2 separate regions of the Mus musculus genome follow, and region 1 is linked to region 2. A link is a contact called in public HiChIP or PLAC-seq data. All regions are on one chromosome and are shown on one strand. The core of a region is the stretch at or near the end of the contact, and the rest is flanking DNA. Distances in the headings are between cores, read along the strand shown.

Evidence for each region. HiChIP or PLAC-seq counts read pairs in DNA pulled down with a chosen protein or histone mark.
Region 1: a contact with region 2 is called in an H3K4me3 HiChIP or PLAC-seq map of bone marrow-derived macrophages, with 3 times the contacts expected there. The contact joins the enhancer-like site here to the promoter of Pwwp2a in region 2. A contact is called at or near these places in 3 of 39 promoter capture datasets (the C10 cell line, cranial neural crest and hippocampal neurons), 2 of 484 Hi-C or Micro-C datasets (the AtT-20 cell line and rod photoreceptor), 4 of 115 datasets of contacts at active chromatin or transcription factors (bone marrow-derived macrophages, embryonic stem cells, forebrain and 1 more) and 3 of 9 other capture datasets (adipose tissue, liver and pancreatic islet).

Annotation. Positions count from the first base shown.
Region 1 is chr11:43,449,458-43,453,252 of GRCm38.p6, reverse strand. No RefSeq gene overlaps it. Among named protein-coding and RNA genes, the nearest start is that of Slu7, 18 kb to the right of the region's middle. Within about 2 kb of position 1,737, at least 17 of the 459 cell types and tissues checked have an H3K27ac peak or open chromatin away from gene starts, as enhancers often do. A contact at or near this core is called in bone marrow-derived macrophages, where this site is marked.
Region 2 is chr11:43,679,499-43,683,602 of GRCm38.p6, reverse strand. It overlaps Pwwp2a (PWWP domain containing 2A), which reads right to left and starts at 1,605. Exons shown (of 2, transcript NM_027557.1): 1 at 987-1,605. The coding sequence starts at 1,510. Gm34963 (a long non-coding RNA gene) reads left to right here and starts at 1,539. Exons shown (of 2, transcript XR_388594.3): 1 at 1,539-1,768.

The sequences.
Region 1 (3,795 bases), core at 488-2,987, 230 kb after region 2:
GAAGATTTAGACACATCCTGGGCATCTAGCACGGACGGCATCTTCCGCCCTTATTCCAGGGAAAGTACCGGGGCTGAATCTGGTTAGCCAAGAACAGACCAGAAGGACTGGCAGGCCGGGAAGGAAAGTGTCTCATGCAAAATAAAGACACTATGATGAAAGTCAGCAAATGAACCAACGAATGTTGGGCAGGTCAAAAGAGACAATCAATTGGCCAGTCATCGTCGTCATCATCGTCATCGTCGTCATCATCACCATTATTTTGGTTTTGTGAGACAGAGTTTCTCTGGAGTTACAGGTGGTTGTGAGCCTACTCCTGTGAATGCTGAGAACTGAACTTGGATCTTCTGTATGACTGTATATGCTCGGCTCAGGGAGTAGCACTATTAGAAGATGTGGCCCTGTTGGAGTAGGTGTGTCACTGTGGGTGTGGGCTTTAAGATCCTTATCCTAGCTGCCTGGAAGTCAGTATTCTGCTAGCAGCCTTCAGCTAAAGATGTAGAACTCTCAGCTACCCTGCCTATCTGGGCCCTACCATGTTCCCACCTTGATGATAATGGATTGAACCTCTGAGCCTATAAGCTAGACCAATTAAATGTTGTCCTTATAAGAGTTGCCTTGGTCGTGGTGTCTGCTCACGGCAGTAAAACCCTAAGACACTCTGTAAGAGCAATACATACACTTAAATGCTGAGCCCTGTCTTCAGCCCCTAATACCTTTTCTATAAATGTTTAATGTTAACATATCTCAGAAGTTTGTGTCCACCCAAACCTGCAGATAGTGAGTGACACCTACTGGTTACAATCTATCATTATCTGTCTGAACTAATTTAAGAAAGAAGTCAGAAAAGACCACATATGGTTGATCTGTGCCAAGATGGATATTATTATGGAAAGTTTGTACATGTGTTTTTTGTTTGTTTGTGTGAGTGTCACATATGCAGGCCATCTTATTTATACTTTATACTCTAGTCACTTGAAACCTTTGAACTGTCTTAGACAAGTACATCTAAGGAAATGTGTGATGTGGAGATATCGGGTGAAGGAATAGGGGCAGGAGAAGCAGCCGGGGTTGGTGCACTCTGGGTACTGGGCTCTCCTCTCATCTTACCACAGGAGTGTCTTCAGAGTCTGTGTGGTGAGGTGCAGGAAACCCTCAGCAGGCTTTACTGACTTTGAGCACTGACATAATTCTAAAAATGGGCTGTACTTAGGTATTTCTCAGGATTGTCGCATCTGCAGCATGGGAGAGACAGGAGTAGACACTGAGGTTAACTCCAGAGAGTAAATCTAGAAGGCAAGTGTTATGCAGGACACTCTGCCCTTCTACTGCATTCCTTCATAATCCACAGTGGTGTTGGGAACTCATCAGCTTCCTGGTAACAACCCTCACAGAGAAGGGAGGGGCCACTGTCAGTTTGTCCTTAAGGATGGGTGTTGTGGAAATTATTTAATCCCAATCCAGGGTTTCTACCCTGCCTTTGACCATTTAGTTCCCAGATAGCACACACACACACACACACACACACACACACACACACACACACACACACACATTACTTATATTTGCAAGAAGCTTAAAACGGCACAAGAGCTGGGCAGATGCCTACTCTCTATGCTATTGGACTCTACTTTCCTATCAATAACCTGAGTTACTACTTACTGTTTCATCTGGGCTGCTCTTAACTCCAAAAGGCCAGAACTCAGGGCCACCTTTTAATGACTCACTCAACCCATGGCAGGCTTCTCCTCCTTCCTTCCTCTTTTCTCCCCGACTTCTCCTCTCTCTTCATGGTCCTCTTCTGACCCCCAGCCAGGGAATCCTAAGCCTGCCTACCTCTCTTCTGCCCAGCTATTGGCTGTCGGCATCTTTATTTACCAGTCAGAAAATAACACGGGGGCAAAGTCACATAGTGAGTACATGAGGACTCCTCTTCTGACCCTCAGCCAGGGAATCCTAAACCCTGAGCAGCTATTGGCTGTCGGCATCTTAATTTACCAGTCAGAAATAATTTGGGGGCAACTTCACAGGGTGTCTACATGAGGACTCTTGTTTCTTGGGCAACCAGACTTAAGGAACCAACATTAGCATTCATATAGAAGCACCATCAGGCCAACCCACTACAGGTGGGAGGACCTCTCTCTTCTTGGCTCAGTTCCTAACCTATCAGACCATATTTAATGTTCGGGTGTTTATTTAATTTTTTTAAAGTAATTTGGTTAGATCTTTCTTTCTTTCTTTCTTTCTTTCTTTCTTTCTTTCTTTCTTTCTTTCTTTCTTTCTTTCTTTCTTCCTTCCTTCCTTCCTTCCTTCCTTCCTTCCTTCCTTCCTTTCATGGATAACCACGAAGGTCGGCAGAACAGGAACTCCTCTGTGCTCTCTCTCCCTTTTACATTGTTACTGCACAAATGCCATTAGTGGCTGCCGTCACCCACGCCATAGTCTCAGCAAGCTGAATGCCCACTGTAAGAGGGCTGGCTTTGAGATCTTCTAGAATTAGTTGTTCGATGTCCAGGCTCATTTTGTCAATTCTGAAATGGATCACACCGTCTGACAAAGGTACTTCTGAGCTTCTTCTGGTCATCTGGGCCCCAAAAGATTTGTGCTGTTTCTGACTTGTGTTATTTCAAATGCACAAGATTTGATGATTTTTTTTTCAACAGTGGTAATGAGGATACTTCTCCTTGGCACATAAATGTCCAAATTAATATGATGCTTGGGATAAGGTGCTCTCAAGTGATCCAAGTGTTTTTGACTGTGCTTCAGGCCTGTGGAGATTATGTCCGCGAATACCATTGCAGTGTTTGTTGAAATAGTCTGACAGTTTTGATGGCCAGAGGTTAATGTTTGAAATGCACTGTTACACACCACACACCGTGGACGCTGAGTACCACCTCCATCATTGTACAGGTGGACCAGGAACAATTATCTTCCCCTTGCATTCCTTTCACATGGGACACAAACATTTTCAGGGAATGTTCCAGAGACATCACAGGACTGTGCTTTTGAGTACATTATAACCCTGAATTAAAAATGAAGCCACATTACAAGCTGGTCTGTCCTTACATGCTATCCCATCCACATCAAGAATCAACCTGTGATGTGACATGCCTGTTCAAAGTAAGTTCAGGCAGCATGCCAATCCAACTCAAAGCCAGCCACCGAGATAGAATTAATGTCCTGGTGGAGGTGATTTCCCAGCCAGCCACCGAGATAGAATTAATGTCCTGGTGGAGGTGATTTCCCAACAAGTCTCACATGGAAGAGTTGGGCTCAGGCAAATTATTAATATCTATGAGTCCTTTATTATAAAATTGTATTTATGACAATTGTTTTCAATAATATTACAAATAAACCTGATCTATCTTGAATCTCTTAGGAAGAATACCCCATCTCTCCCATCCATTCTGTACCAAAGATTTGCATCCACTAAGTGAAGAGCCATGGACTGAATAAAGGAACCATTCACCCAATACTCAAAGGAAGGGCAGAGTTTTGACAAAGTGGCTCATATTTTTAATAAGGATTAAGCAGGAATATGAAGTGGAAACTTAAGGGTTCTTTGGAGAGTCAGTTGTGTGGGGTGGTGTTTTACTGAGGCAAACACGTGAAGGAGTGTTTTCCTGAAGTGGGCACAGGTGAAGAACTAAGGCAGACTCGTGAAGGAACGTTTCACTGAAGCAGACACAGGAGAGAGGATGCTCTGCTAGAGCAAACACGTGAAAGGACACATGATGGATTCTTTGCTAACAACACGCATGTATTAGTCTGCCCTACGTTGTGTAGTTGAGTTCC
Region 2 (4,104 bases), core at 356-2,855:
GAGAAATACATAAACACATCAAACACACAGAGCCATTTCCAAACAGGTGAGACACCAGAGTGTGTGTGCTGTTGCAGGAAACAGAATGGAGAGCCATGAATGGGAGTCTCTGCACTTCCTATCTGCAAAAGAAGAGAATAAAAAGGTTAACTCTAGACTGAAAGCAGATTACCTTCTTTACCTGTTTAAAGCAGTGCCCAGAACATTTTAAATCAAAAGGTGAAAATATACTGGATAAGACAGAGGTTTGTAGGTGAACTCAACCTTCTAGTCAAAACAAATTTAACTGTAAACATCGTCTCGGAAATCTTTTGAGACTCAATCTCTATCACTGCCAAAGAAAAAGTCATGCGAACATTCCTTTGTAAACCCACCACTTGGGTAGTAAATGTTCAAAAGACAGGGGACCTATCCCGTCTCCAATATTTCTTTAAGCTATAAGTAAAATTAGCAAAAGGTACCTCCTTATTAAAGAGTGATCCTCCGAGAAACTATTTCCAGCAGTTCTTAATAACAGTTAAAAAAGGGTTCATTAACTCTAGGCTCTTCCTCTTTTAACAACTGACAGGTAACCTTTTGGGAAGCCCAAAGCACACACCCCTTTCTTCAGCCCCGCTAAAGTTAAAGGTTGATTTGAGGACAGGGAGATGCCTCCGCAGCACCTCTTCCCCCCCCCCCCCCCCCACAGCACCCGTTTCTCTAGGGGATCCATCTGCATTTTGCATTAACCCATCTGCCCCAGTGCGCAAGCCAGAGGGTCGCAGGGGGCTGGGGATGCGGAGGCGGGGTGTGCCAGCCATCTGCACCCGCGCGCGTCCCCAGCTGCACACCTGGGGCCGGGGCCGCGCGCGTCGGCCCCACGCGGAGCGCGCCCCACGCGGAGAGCGGCGCGGCGCGCAGGACCCGAGGGCGGGGCGGGAGCAGCTCGGGTTCGCGCTCTCCCTCGCGGCGGAGCGGACAGCTTGCAGTTGGGGGGCCGACGGTACCTTTTGGATAGGTCCATGAGGACCCCGGAGAAGAGCTTCTCCCCGAGGCGGAACGACACGACGAGCGCGTCCTCGATGATGTGGTCCAGCGTGACCCGCACCTCCGAGCCGGGGATGAGGTGCGACACCGCCGAGTCCCCGCCCGCCGGCGGCACGAGCGCCGGAGCTGGTGGCGGCCGCGGCGCGTCCTCGGGCTGCTCGGGGGCGGCCGGAGGCTGCTCGGGCGGCGAGACCGGGACAGCCGCGGGCTCGGGCGGCTTCGCCTCCTCAGCCTCGGAGCTATCGGCCAGCTCCCCCGGCGGCGGCGGCGGCGGCGGTGGCGGCAGCGGCTGCTCGTCGGCCTGAGGGGCGGACTGGCGCCCGTCGGCCTCGCCGTCCGGCACCGCCGCCTCCGTGGCCGTGACCGGGAGGGGGGTGCCGGCTTCGCTGCCGGGAATGGGCTCTAGCTCCGGCTCGGCCTCGCCGGCGCCCCCTTCCCCGGGGGACGCCGCGGTCGCCGCCGCCTCAGCAGCCACGGCCGCCATTTTCTCGCTGGTTTCTCCCTCCTCCTACTCGGGCTGCGGCGGCGGCGGCGGCAGCGCGGCTGGGATCCCGAGGCCTTCCCCTCCCTCCCGCTAACACTCTCGTCCCGCCCTTTCCCTGATGCTCGTGATTGGCACCGCGCCATTGGCTCCGCCTTCCACCCCCTTCCGCACTTCTGTCAACCCATTGGTCAGAAGGAGCCGTCTGTCGCGGGCTGAGTCCCGCCCCCTCCCTCAGAGTAGGAACTTCCCATTGGTCAGGTGAGTTGTCAAGTGGAGAATCTAAAAGGAGTTTGAGGGGCGGGCTGAAGGATGGCAAAAGCGGCGCCCTGTGCTTACAGCCTGTATCTATTGGTTAGTAGGGGAAATACCGCTTTAGGATTGGTTTATGCCCCTGCCCTTACTCGGCCCGTTCTTCGGAGGTGGGAGAAGGGAAGAAAACGCGAGTCGTGCCAGTTCTTTCAAAGACTCCCCAAGGGGGGAATAGCGGGAGAATGCAGAAAGGGAACCACTTCCCAAGAATCTTTGCGCAGAGATCCTTAGAATAAATGTTATTTCTAGGCTTGGATTTGCTTGTGGCCAAGTGTGGGCACAACAGGCTTCTGTTGGGAAAGATAACTAAAGTTCCGAAAATAATCCTGAGACACTTTTTGGGTGCCTATTCACTAGTCAGATTACGAGGTGCTGGAAACAGGGCGATGTACAAGACATTCTCCATGACCACATGACAGGAGCTCCCGCATACACACAAGCGGTGTTTTCCTTGGTTTCACTCTTTAAAATATAAAGGACTAAACTCTAGGAACCTGCTAATTTCAAAAAAGGAAAATTCTAACGAGAAGACAGACAACTGGCATGCTAAATTGACTGTAGTCCTTAGATCCACGGAAAGAGTTCACTATTGAAGCCTTTTCTTTCCTTACCCTCTTCCTTGCCGTGTGCAGAAAGAAAGAAAGAAAGAAAGAAAGAAAGAAAGGAAGGAAGGAAGGAAGGAAGGAAGAAAGAAAGAAAGAAAGAAAGAAAGAAAGAAAGAAAGAAAGAAAGAAAGAAAGAAATCTAGGCATAGTTGCCGGTGGGGCAGCTCTTGGGAGGCACAGGCAGAAATGGCAAAATTCTAGTCCAGACTTAATACAGTTTCAGGATAGACTCAACTGCAAACTGAGATCCCATCCCAAGAAAGAAAAGATGAGGGCTAGGGGAGCCCTCCAGTGTCCTAAGGTCCTTGTTTTTGTGGTTTGGGTTTTTGTTTTGAAACAGCGTCTCCCTATGTACTTCTGGCTTGCCTGGAACTCACAGAGATCGGCCTCCTTCTCTCTGCCTCCCAAGTGTTGCGTTTAAAGACCAATTCTATTTGAAATCTGTTAAGTCTAGAAGGAGCCACTGTACTCATTTCTTGCAGATTGTTCCTCAGTCAGTCCTTTCTAATAGGAGCAATCAGAGGCACTGAAAACACCTACAAAAGAGAAAGAAGATATTTACCAACGTGGAGGGAAGAATGAAATGTCAAAGATTAATTGAATACTATATATCAATATCTAGTACAATCTTACATGGTCCTTGCAATTCGACAAGTGCTATTATACCCATTTTATTTGAAAACTGAGACAAAAAGGTTTCTAATGTTGTTTAGCTAATAAATTACACGGTCATAAGTCCAGGTATTTTTTTATAGAAAAGACAAAATGACAATAAGCAAATATTAGCCAACGTTCTGTCTATTTCAAGCTTAGCAGTTCTCAGGAAAGTAAAAGTCCAATAGAAGATGCCAGTCAAGGAGAATTCAGAATCTCCCTTTACAGCCACAGGGAAAATGGAGTTTGTTTAGAGACCACTGTGTACCACTGACTTTCCCAAACCCTCTCATTTGAAGTCCTGTGTTCTGGGGGTCTAGAGCAATGGCTCAGCAGTGAGGACCATGTGCTTCTATTGCAGAGAATCATAGTTGGTTCCAGCACTCCAGGGGATTCAATGCCCTCCTCTAGCTACCTTGTGCACAAACCTACTCCCAGACATACAGAGATGAATAGCTAAAAGTAGTGAAAATAACCAGGCATGATGGTGCATGTTTTTAGTGAAGGAGACAGAGACAAATGGATCTCAGTTCAAGGCCATCTTGGTTTATATAGCAAGTTCTAGACCAGTGTACTGGCTAGTTTTGTGTCAACTTGACACAGGCTGGAGTTATTATCACAGAGAAAGGAGCTTCAGTTGGGGAAATGCCTCCATGAGATACAACTGTAAGGCATTTTCTCAATTAGTGATCAAGGGGGAAAGGCCCCTTGTGGGTGGGGCCATCTCTGGGCTGGTAGTCTTGGTTCTATAAGAGAGCAGGCTGAAAAAGCCAGTGGAAGCAAGCCAGTGAAGAACATCCCTCCATGGCCTCTGCATCAGCTCCTGCTTCCTGACCTGCTTGAGTTCCAGTCCTGACTTCCTTTGGTGATGAACAGCAATGTGGAAGAGTAAGCTGAATAAACCCTTTCCTCCCCAAGTGCTTCTTGGTCATGTTTGTGCAGGAATAGAAACCCTGACTAAGACAACCAATTAGGGCATCTATCGTAATGAGACTGTATCTTAGTAATCAGCTTTTAAAGCACACT